Linked DNA regions of Mus musculus: all the other regions are linked to region 1. The links are chromatin contacts, called in public Hi-C and targeted proximity ligation maps. All regions are on one chromosome and are shown on one strand. The core of a region is the stretch at or near the end of the contact, and the rest is flanking DNA. Distances in the headings are between cores, read along the strand shown. Region 1 holds the start of Ly6c2 (lymphocyte antigen 6 complex, locus C2). Region 2 has its middle 15 kb from the start of Ly6m. Region 3 overlaps Gm39556 (a long non-coding RNA gene).

What was found. A called contact is a pair of places that touch in the nucleus more often than the background predicts.
Region 2: a Hi-C map of B cells shows a contact between it and region 1, with 4 times the contacts expected there. A contact is called at or near these places in 7 of 484 Hi-C or Micro-C datasets (B cells, CD8 T cells, LSK cells and 3 more), 7 of 130 datasets of targeted methods (CD8 T cells, T-cell acute lymphoblastic leukemia, acute myeloid leukemia and 3 more) and 3 of 9 other capture datasets (adipose tissue, liver and macrophages).
Region 3: a contact with region 1 is called in a targeted proximity ligation map of CD8 T cells, with 7 read pairs. A contact is called at or near these places in 3 of 484 Hi-C or Micro-C datasets (CD4 T cells, Th17 cells and granulocyte-monocyte progenitors), 14 of 130 datasets of targeted methods (CD8 T cells, the HPC-7 cell line, acute myeloid leukemia and 8 more) and 1 of 9 other capture datasets (liver).

The regions. Positions count from the first base shown.
Region 1 is chr15:75,110,270-75,113,622 of GRCm38.p6, reverse strand. It overlaps Ly6c2 (lymphocyte antigen 6 complex, locus C2), which reads left to right and starts at 1,652. Exons shown (of 4, transcript NM_001099217.2): 1 at 1,652-1,683; 2 at 1,943-2,025; 3 at 2,996-3,112. The coding sequence starts at 1,956.
Region 2 is chr15:74,894,813-74,898,165 of GRCm38.p6, reverse strand. No RefSeq gene overlaps it. Among named protein-coding and RNA genes, the nearest start is that of Ly6m, 15 kb to the right of the region's middle.
Region 3 is chr15:74,932,618-74,935,970 of GRCm38.p6, reverse strand. It overlaps Gm39556 (a long non-coding RNA gene), which reads right to left. Exons shown (of 5, transcript XR_003951655.1): 4 at 1,113-1,445; 5 at 529-685. Among named protein-coding and RNA genes, the nearest start is that of Gm39556, 7.8 kb to the right of the region's middle.

The sequences.
Region 1 (3,353 bases), core at 403-2,902:
CTTCCTCCTACCACTCTGCTGGGTTATGCGATGTTCCTGGCGAACATGGTCTGCTTGCATGATAGATTATAGGGTAACAAGGCAGGAATTTTTAATGGTGCTAGGGGAGAAGCTCAGGAGAGTAACAATTTAAACAGAAATATTGTGGATTGCATGAATTTCCGGAGGGTTGACCCCGAGGATTTGAAGCAGTCTTTGGGTTTGGTTTTCAGTCCTGGAAAGGCTGATGCTGCACTGTTCCTTGAGAATTCTGACTTCACCATACAGAGTCTCTCTTTCTTCAATCGATCCAGAACAAAACCCAGAACATAGACAATGGGGTTGGATGTACATGTGGACCGGAGATGACACAAAGACCGAGACTCTATGTTCAGCCCTGTGACTTCCATCAGGAGCATCTGCCTGATGGTCTCTGAGCCTCTGGCTTCCTTCCCTTTGCTACCTTGCCTGCTTAAGTGGATGCAATCAGCTTCACTCATTCTGTGGTCCATTTTGTGACTCAGTTTTCCTCTGAGCATAGCTGTTCATTTGCTGTTGTGTTATCAAGGGTGACTTCCAGCTCAGGTCTCATTCAGTGCCCAGCCTTCCCACTCTAGCCTGTGTCAGTGCCTTGCAGACACTTAAGTGGGGCTACTCACTGGGCTCTATGCTCCATGAGGTTAGGAAACTATGACTCTGGGTTGTTGTGGGGGCCTTGCTGCTTGTCCCAAGGCTGGGTCACAGATGCTTAAGTTAATAGAATACTATGCCACATGGTGGTGACATAAAGATCAGGGAAACTCTTTGCTAGGACTTCATAGGTGAAGTGACAGGCAACATGAAAACTGGAGCAGGAAGAATGAGAATGTTTCTTCTTCATGGAGGCTTCTGGGCAGCAGAGACACTGGGGTCATTCATCCTCTGCAATACACAGCCTGTGCCATGAAAAGGATCTAGAATCTAGCTACCTGCCCACAGCCCCATACATCACCTAACACATCAGACACTGCTTAGTAACTTCCATCCCAGTTGTCAGCAAGTTCTTCACTCAAGGCTCACAATTAGTGAATGCAAGAGCCTGTTGGGGGCCTGCTCAGCAGAACAAGTCTCCAAGCATTTGATGGTCATTTGCCTGCTCATAAAAAGGAGGGGCATGGGCTCTGAGCCACTGCAACCCATACCTTCTATTTAGAAACAGGAAAAAGCCTGGTGGTGGTGTCAGAAGCAGCAGCTGCTGGACACGCCTATGATGGCTATGGGTTGGAGCCTGCCTGGTCTACAGAGCAAGTCCCAGGACAACCAAAGCTACACAGAGAAACTCTGTCTCAAAAAGAAACAAAAACAAAAACAAAACATAAAGCAAAACAGAACAAAACCCAGGAAAGGGCCAAAAATTTTACCTACTTCCCTGGCTTTCTGAATGGCAAGCACAAGTCACCCATGGTCCCTGCCCCTCTGCCCTCTTAGTCCTCCAGCACCATGGTCCCTTCCCAACCACAGAGTCCTCCCTCTCCAACTGCTATACAAATCTGGCTAAGTCTTACTCAATAAACATGTTGGCCCTGAGGAAGTAAGAACCAAAACCCACTGCCCTCCTCCCTTTTCAAGATGCCAGCTGGGAGGAGCTAAGAAAAAGTAAAGTACTTATTTCAGTCCACTTCTGACAGACCTTACCACTGTTCCTGAAACCTGGTCAGAGAGGAAGTAAGGACTGGTGTCAGGAGGGAGCTGCTAGGTGACAAAGGGAAGAGCCCTCTGGATAGGGCTGGGGTTGGGAGTGTGGAATTAGGAGGAAAAGCTGGGTGGGTGGTGGATGAGAGAAGTAGACAGACATGTATTCCTTGGGGAAAGCTGTGTGGAGGGTTGGAGGGAGGGAAGATCGGATGCCTGAGCCGTGTGAGAGCCCAGGGATGTGATTGGGGTCTATTAACTGGCTCCAAATTCCAAGGTTTTATCTGTGCAGCCCTTCTCTGAGGATGGACAGTACTCACGCTACAAAGTCCTGTTTGCTGATTCTTCTTGTGGCCCTACTGTGTGCAGGAAGAGGTGAGGTGGATAATGAGAGAAGGGCAGAAGGATACAATGGAGATGAAAAAGGGATTCAGGGTTGTGGGTACACCTGCACTTCCATTGTGTGCCCAGTACCTGAGGTGTGCTGGGATCATGGGATTGGGAATGGGCTTGTGTGGGTGAAGCCTCCTGTACTGGGATACTTTACTGGGTCTGTAAACCTGCCAGTGCCTGCCTTGCAACAAACAAAATATGCCAGAAAGACTCTTGGAACAAACTACCTATGCCATAAACCTTGGCCACCAGAGCAGCCTGTCCTTAGACTCTACCCTGCTGCCCTGGCCTCCCAGTCAGGACTCTGGCCTGTGTGCGCTCAAACTGGCAGAGGCTTCTTTTCCAAACCTGGCTGCAAAGTCAAGTGGTTTGCAATCCTTGATTCTTGGTTGGCATTTGCCTTTTTCTTATGCCCCAGCCCATTTTATATGAGAGCTGGGTGCTACTCTAAGAGGTCTCAGCTCTCAGATACCCCTAGACTTCTAGTTACATCTGTGTTGCAGGAAGCCTTATGGTGAGCCTCAGTTTGAGCTGCACCCTGGGAAGTTCAGTGCTCTGTCATGCTCCAATACATAGGGTCCACCTCTGCACGTGTAGGGTGGAACAGGTCAGAAAAGCCCTCCCCATCTGGTGGCCCCACTACCTACTTACACACCCACTCACTGTTCGGCAGACATTTGATATCTATGTCTTCCCAATATGGTGACTTTCTCTCTAATATCTCTTGGGGTGCACGTGTCTCCTATGGGAGTGGCTAGCTGAGACAGCAGTACCGAGCATATTTGAACAATGGTGGCTCTTGGTTCACTTTTGTTTTGGTGGAGGTGACTGAACAGTAATGTCCTTGCTTTGACCTAGTGGCCAGCAGCTGTGTGCAAATAAAGACATTGGAGAGGAGTGTCTGGGCTAGGAATTACATGTCCTAGCTCTCATGTATTTACTTCTCTCTCAGCTCAGGGACTGCAGTGCTACGAGTGCTATGGAGTGCCAATTGAGACTTCCTGCCCAGCAGTTACCTGCCGCGCCTCTGATGGATTCTGCATTGCTCAAAACATAGAATTGATTGAGGGTAAGTTCCCTGTGACCTATATAAAAAAGGCTGAGGAAGGCTTTGGAGAAAACGTCATGTCTGGGTACTTGTTATGGACCAGGGTTCCCCTACTCCAAATAGAGCTTTTTCTGGAGTTGTAGTGGGACTCCTGAAAAGTGGGGGCTTTTGGGGTTCATGGATGTGCTGGGATGTGGATCATCAAACAGGGCTGCCCATTGCCACGCACAGTGTTCATCATCTCCCTTGGTTACCAGTGCAG
Region 2 (3,353 bases), core at 411-2,910, 220 kb after region 1:
CAGTCCGACCTACTTGCCCGACCTACTTGCCCAACCTACTTGCCCGACCGACTGGTGGCTCCTACTGTAGCTCTCTGCCTGGAGGCTCTACTGACCTTACCCTCCTACCCTCTTGGTGGCCATCTGTCTCTTGGGGTTAAGGATGGCTCTGTAAAACTTTGGCTCTGTCCACTCCTTCATGTATCCCCATTCATCCTGGCTTTCCACGTGCCAGAGGGGCTTAGCCAAGCCCGTAGGTTCTGCTGGAATCCTCCCACGGGAGGTGGTAGCCAGGAGAGCAGAAGAGGGAGTCCAGGCTGAGGGCGGGGCTTTGGGAGGGAGGGGAGGAGCCTGGGGCAGAGTTTCATTTCCAGAAGTGAGGAGGGAGGTGAGGGGGTGGGGAGAACAAAGGCGGGCTCTCAGGCCTAGGGTGAGGTGCCAGTGTGGAGCCACCTGCCCTGCCCACGCTGGATTAGGTTAGGTCCTAGTCATCTGTTTCATGGCCCAGGCACACGAACCCACTGCATTCCAGCACCCACAGACATATTTCTTCGGGCTTTGGCGGTGTTGAGTCCTTTCGGCACTTCTGTCTCCTGCTCTTGCCAGCTGAGGATCCTCCCCAGAGGACCTTCCTCTGCTCCCTCCAAACCCTGCTGTGACCTCAAAGGGTGCTTAGTCTGTTGGCCTAGGTCTCTCATTGAGATGCTAAGTCTTCTACACACTGGGCGGCTATGAACAGCTTGGGCTTGGTACCTCAGTTTCTAGGGGCTCCCTGGGCCCCTTTGGACTTCCCACTGGGGGCTTGGACCTATCCTCTTCCCTCCTTCCCCTTCTCGACCAAGCCCTCCCCCCCCCCACGTCACCCACACCCCTGCCAGTCTTCATGGGCACTGGAGAGCCCAGCACACCAGAGGCGGCTTCTAGGTTCCACTTGGAAGGACAGCCTGAATGCAGGAAGGTCTCTGTGTTAGCTAATTTTGGTTGTCAACTTGACATATTTGGGAAAGGGACCCTCAACTGAGAAACAGATGCTATCAGGTTGGACTGTGAACATGTGAAGCACTGTCTTACCCAGTAATTGATGTGGGAGAACCCAGACCACGATGGGCAGGGCCATCTCTATGCAGGTGGGCCTGGGCCGGAGCAAGCCAAGGAGAGCAAGGCATTATGCAGCGGTCCTCTGCTGCTTTTAGTTCCTGCCTTGGATTCACCTGATGGTTGACTGTAGCCAGTAAGTAAATAAATCCTTCCCCAAGTTGGAGTCTGTCAGTGCTTTGTCACAGCAGCAGAAACTTCTAGAACAGTCTCTGAGCCCATCCTGGGGCCCCGGGGAATCTGCTGGGGCCCTGTGATTGCTATCTCTGGTTCTGTATTCTGGGAGCTGAGACTCCAGGCTAGTTTCTGGGGATCATTGTGCCAAGATCCTCCGCTTACTGCTGGGCAGACAGAGGGGTTGCATGCGTGATTCTGTAGTCTCCTGCTGTTCCGTGGCAAGACCCGTGGCTTTAAGCTGGTGGCCAGCTCGAGGGCTGAAAGCACCACCCTCACTTCACCCCCAGCCCCTCCTATTTTTCATACATAGGGCAGCTGGAATCAGGCTTAGCTCTGGGCTCTGTGTAATTCCCAGGTGGAGCTGAAGTTCCCACGATGTTACAGGGTCCTGAGCTAGGCTACATGCGCCCCCTGGTGGCAACGGCTCTCACATCCATGGTATTTTTTCAGTCTTGGCCATGTGATAAGCCAGCAAATAATTTGAATAGAATTCAAAGAACTATGTGCATGGGTGTGCTTGTAGTGTAAAGTGTAAGCCCATGGTGTGTATGTGATGTGTGTGGGGGCCTTTTGCAGTATGTGGGTAGTATGTGTGCAGTGTTATATCCTGTCTGGTCCATGTGTTGTATATGGTGTGGTTCTATATAGAAGGTTTCTACATATCCTGTGCTATACAAATGATGTTTTGTGGTATGTGATCTGCATTTATATGTAATCCCTGTATGAATATTGTGTGTATGATGTACAAAGGTGTGTACGTGTGTTATGCATGCTTTGCAAAATATGTTGTATGTGGTGTGCCTGTATGTTCATGAGTGTTGCTTCTGAACATGGTATAATGGTGTGTTTGTGTTTGTGAGAGAGAAACAAAGTATGAGTGTGTGTGTTTGTTTAATGTGGTATGTGGTGTGCATGTGTGTATGGTGTATGTGTGAATGGTGTGTGTGTGTGTAGGAGGGTGGAATGTGTGTGTTAGGATAAACTGAGGGCTTCAAGCCTCCCTAGGGTAACTCAATTGGGGAACTAAACTCATATCATCTGTAAGAGCAGTGTGTACACCATTAACCACTGAGCCATTCCTCTAGTCCCCACAACCGCTTGGTGGGTTTTTAAATTATCAGCTCCATCATTAGAGTCTTGAATCATGGCTGGGCACACGGTCCAGCAGCCATTCCATCACCTCAGAGATAGAAAAACACTCCACCAGTCCAACAGACTTGTGCTCTGCAGCTACATATCTGTGGCCTTGCCACAGGGGAGGGTGACATGGTTGCAAAGAGAAGTCCATTTGGTTGTCATGGTTGCAAAGAGAAGTCCATTTGGTTGCCACAGAGGAGCATCTCCCCAAACTCCTCCATCTTGCTAGGTTCACCTTGGCAGATAAATCAATGAAAGCCTGTCCCACCAGGCAGCCTGTGGGGATGGTGAGTCAGCATGGTACAGTCGAGATGCCTCTGCCCTGCGGTTCTGATTTTTTGTCTTCCTTCCTTCCTTCCTTCCTTCCTTCCTTCCTTCCTTCCTCTCTCTCTGTCTCTCTCTCTCTGTCTCTCTCTTTCTCTCTCTCTGTCTCTCTCTCTCTCTCTTTCTTTCTTTCTTTCTTTCTTTCTTTCTTTGTGTTTGTTTGTTTGTTTGGTTGGTTGGTTGGTTGGTTGGTTTTCGAGACAGGGTTTCTCTGTGTAGCCCTGGCTGTCCTGAAACTCACTTTGTAGATGAGGCTGGCCTCAAACTCAGAAATCCACCTGCCTCTGCCTCCCGAGTCCTCCACCACACCCGGCTCTCTATTTTAATTAATTAATTAATTTTTTTTTTTTGGCATCCTCCCTTGGGATGTCCAGGCACTGATGCATACCAAGCGGGGAAGGATGGAGCAGGGCTGAGTTCTGAGGTCCACATCTTCCCTTGGAGTGTCCAGGCCCTGATGCAGGGATGGATGAAGGGAAGCCGAGAACAGATGGGGGGGTGGATCAGCAGGATCCCTGTCTAGGCACTGAGTGCTGCAGGGAGGAGATCTCTGAGGATCTCAGAGCTACAGTTCTTCAATGCTACAGATGTTTTAGAAAACAGCTCTCTTAAACAATAGTTAACGAAACAGCTTGTGCACA
Region 3 (3,353 bases), core at 476-2,975, 180 kb after region 1:
ACAAAGAAATAACTGCAGAGCCAGGCGTGGTGGCACACGCCTTTAATCCCAGCACTCGGGAGGCAGAGGCAGGCCGATTTCTGAGTTCAAGGCCAGCCTGGTCTACAAAGTGAGTTCCAGGAAAGCCAGGGCTACACAGAGAAACCCTGTCTCAAAAAAAAAAAAAAAAAAGGGCTCATGCTGCAGCGTTGTTCAATCGTCTCTTTCTTTTCAATCCTCACTCCTGTGCTGGAGAACCCGTTGACTGACTGAGAGGGCTTGGTCACTTGATGACAAGGTTGTTACAGACAACCCAAAGCCAAGCCATGGGCACTCAGACACTGAAAAATATTCTAAGGAGATGGTCAGATCAAATCCCAGCCCCATCTTTATACAATGCATGGCACTATCTGTGGATACCCAAATAGTAAGTGGGGGAGGGCTACTGACTGGCGAGGCGAAGCAAGCAGGATCGGGGGTGTTGGAGTCGCAGTTTCACAAATCGGATTGACAGGGTGTGGTAGTTCACCCGGAAGGCTCCTCCGCGGGGACCTCAGCTGGCAGACTTAAGGTGAGAGGGGTGTATCCAGATCCGGTCCACCTTAACAGCCATAGGTGTGGTCAGGATGGCAGTGTGAGGCCCTTTCCTGCCAGGTTCCAGAGTCTTGTGGTTGTGTCTCTGAATCCAGACAGATTCTGGTTTCACCTGGTTCAAAGCAGTGGGGGTTAGGGAGAGGAACTGACTCATAAACCTGGCACACGGCAGGCCAGAGTTGCTTCTGGACCCTATGGAGGGCTTCCAAGGATTTAAAAAACTTATTTTGGTCATATTCTGCTAAGATATCAGACTGGAGGTTAGGCAGCAGGGGAGGGGTCTCCCATATAGGATCTAAAAAAAAAGAGGGGGACCTAAAATATAGGGGATGTTCCTAGCTCTATATAAGACAAGGAGAGACACTCAGTCAGCGCCAGTTTCAGGGGTTAATTTGGTCAAGGTCTCCTTCAGGGTCTGATTCATCCTCTTTACTTGCCCCGAATGCTGGAGTCTGGATGCACAATGCAATTTTCAACTGGTCCCCAGCACCTGTGCTAGAGCTTGTCAGACCCAAGCTGAGTAGGCAGGCCATACATACCTGGGTCTGAGGCCCTCCAGAAGCTGCTTTGCCAGGACATTGGGAGTCTCCTTCTTTGTAGGGTAGACTTCTACCCATCCTGAAACGGTATCTATAAAAATAACAAGCCGGGTGTGGCGGCGCACGCCTTTAATCCCAGCCCTCGGGAGGCAGAGGCAGGCGGATTTCTGAGTTCAAGGCCAGCCTGGTCTACAAAGTGAGTTCCAGGACAGCCAGGGCTATACAGGGGGTGAGCACCCCCTTTTGCTATCCCCTTTCTCTGAGGGTGTTGGATCTCCAGAGGCCCAGGTGTAGAGAACTCGACCCCCAGAAACTCCGCTTGATGACAGGTCACTGTAATGACAAGAGGTTTTATTACGACGACTCGCGTAGGGTTGCTCAGCCTCGCAGGGAGAGTCAACCCCGATTTGTAAAAAGTACACCTCTTTGATACTCTTTTAAGGGGGGTCATGCAGTTATTTTATTATTGCTTAGCAAAGCAGCGGCACATTTTTAATTTGGCAGAAAACTCTGTCAGCAAGATCTAAGCAGTTTGTGGTTTTCAGACTGAGGCGGGTAGGGGAGTTTTCTCAAGGACTGTTATTTCTGGCAGCTGTAGTCATCATAACCTTGAAAGACCCCACCATAAGGCTTAGCAAGCTAGCTGCAGTAACGCCATTTTGCAAGGCATGAAAAAGTACCAGAGCTGAGTTCTCAAAAGTTACAAGGAAGTTTAGTTAAAGAATAAGGCTGAATAATACCGGGACAGGGGCCAAACAGGATATCTGTGGTCAAGCACCTGGGCCCCGGCTCAGGGCCAAGAACAGATGGTACTCAGATAAAGCGAAACCAGCAACAGTTTCTGGAAAGTCCCACCTCAGTTTCAGGTTCCCCAAATGACCGGGAAATACCCCAAGCCTTATTTAAACTAACCAATCAGCTCGCTTCTCGCTTCTGTACCCGCGCTTTTTGCCCCCCAGCCCTAGCCCTATAAAAAGGATAAAAACTCCACACCCGGCGCGCCAGTCATCCGATAGACTGAGTCGCCCGGGTACCCGTGTTCCCAATAAAGCCTTTTGCTGTTTGCATCCGAATCGTGGTCTCGCTGATCCTTGGGAGGGTCTCCTCAGAGTGATTGACCACCCAGCTTGGGGGTCTTTCAACCTTTAGTCAGTCCCTGTAGATAGGGAAGGGGTTGGGTCTTGAATTTGTTTACACTGGCAGGGAAAAGGAAAATTCTTTTTTTTTTTTTGGTTTTATGGTTTTTTTTGTTTTTTTGTTTTTAGAGACAGGGTTTTTCTGTATAGATCTGGCTGTCCTGGAACTCACTCTGTAGACCAGGCTGGCCTTGAACTCAGAAATCCACCTACCTCTGCCTCCCGAGTGCTGGGATTAAAGGCATGTGCCACCACCCCTAACAGGGAAAATTCTTTAAGCAGCAGGAGACAGCAGGAGATGGGGAGAAGCACTGCAAACAGCTTGCAGCAGGAGACAAGGGGAAGCAAGCTCTGCAAATAGCTTTGGTGAAATAGCCAAGCTGAAAACTGTATTTCTTCAAGGGCTAAGGCTGACCACTCCAATAAGGCTCTTCTTAGGGTCTTAAAAGCTATGTCCAGCCTGGCAGTGGTGGCGCATGCCTTTAATCCCAGCACTTAGGAGGCAGAGACAGTCGAATTTCTGAGTTTGAGGCCAGCCTGGTCTACAGAGTGAGTTCCAGGACAGCCAGGACTGCACAGAGAAACCCTGTCTCGAAAAACCAAAAACCAAACCAAAACAAACCAAAACAAAACAACAACAACAAAAAAAAACATGTCCATCTCAGAGATCTATTTTATTTTGTCTTCTTGGCCTCTGGGGGCCTCATCTAATGGTTTAGCTATCTCAGTGTCTGGTACCCAAAGACTACAGAACCTGGCAGATTCCAGAAATTCCCATACTTGCCTTCAGGTTGATGGAGCTGGGATGCTAAGGACGGTTTGCTTCCAGGCGACCGACAGCATGCATTGGCCAGCCCCTCCCCCCTTGAATATGTACCCCAGGTAGGTGACCTCAAGTTGACAAATCTGGACCTTCTTAGCAGACACTCAGTAGCCAAGTTGACTCAGTTCTCATGTGGCCTTCCTGGAAGGTCTCCAAGTTGGGGTTGGAGGCACAATACATACTGGAGTACAGTCCTTACGCAGTGCCTCAAAGGTGGTGGGTGAGTTTTTGAATCCTTGAGGCAGGTGTGTCAGTTGTCCCTTAAAACCCCTCTGCAAGTCT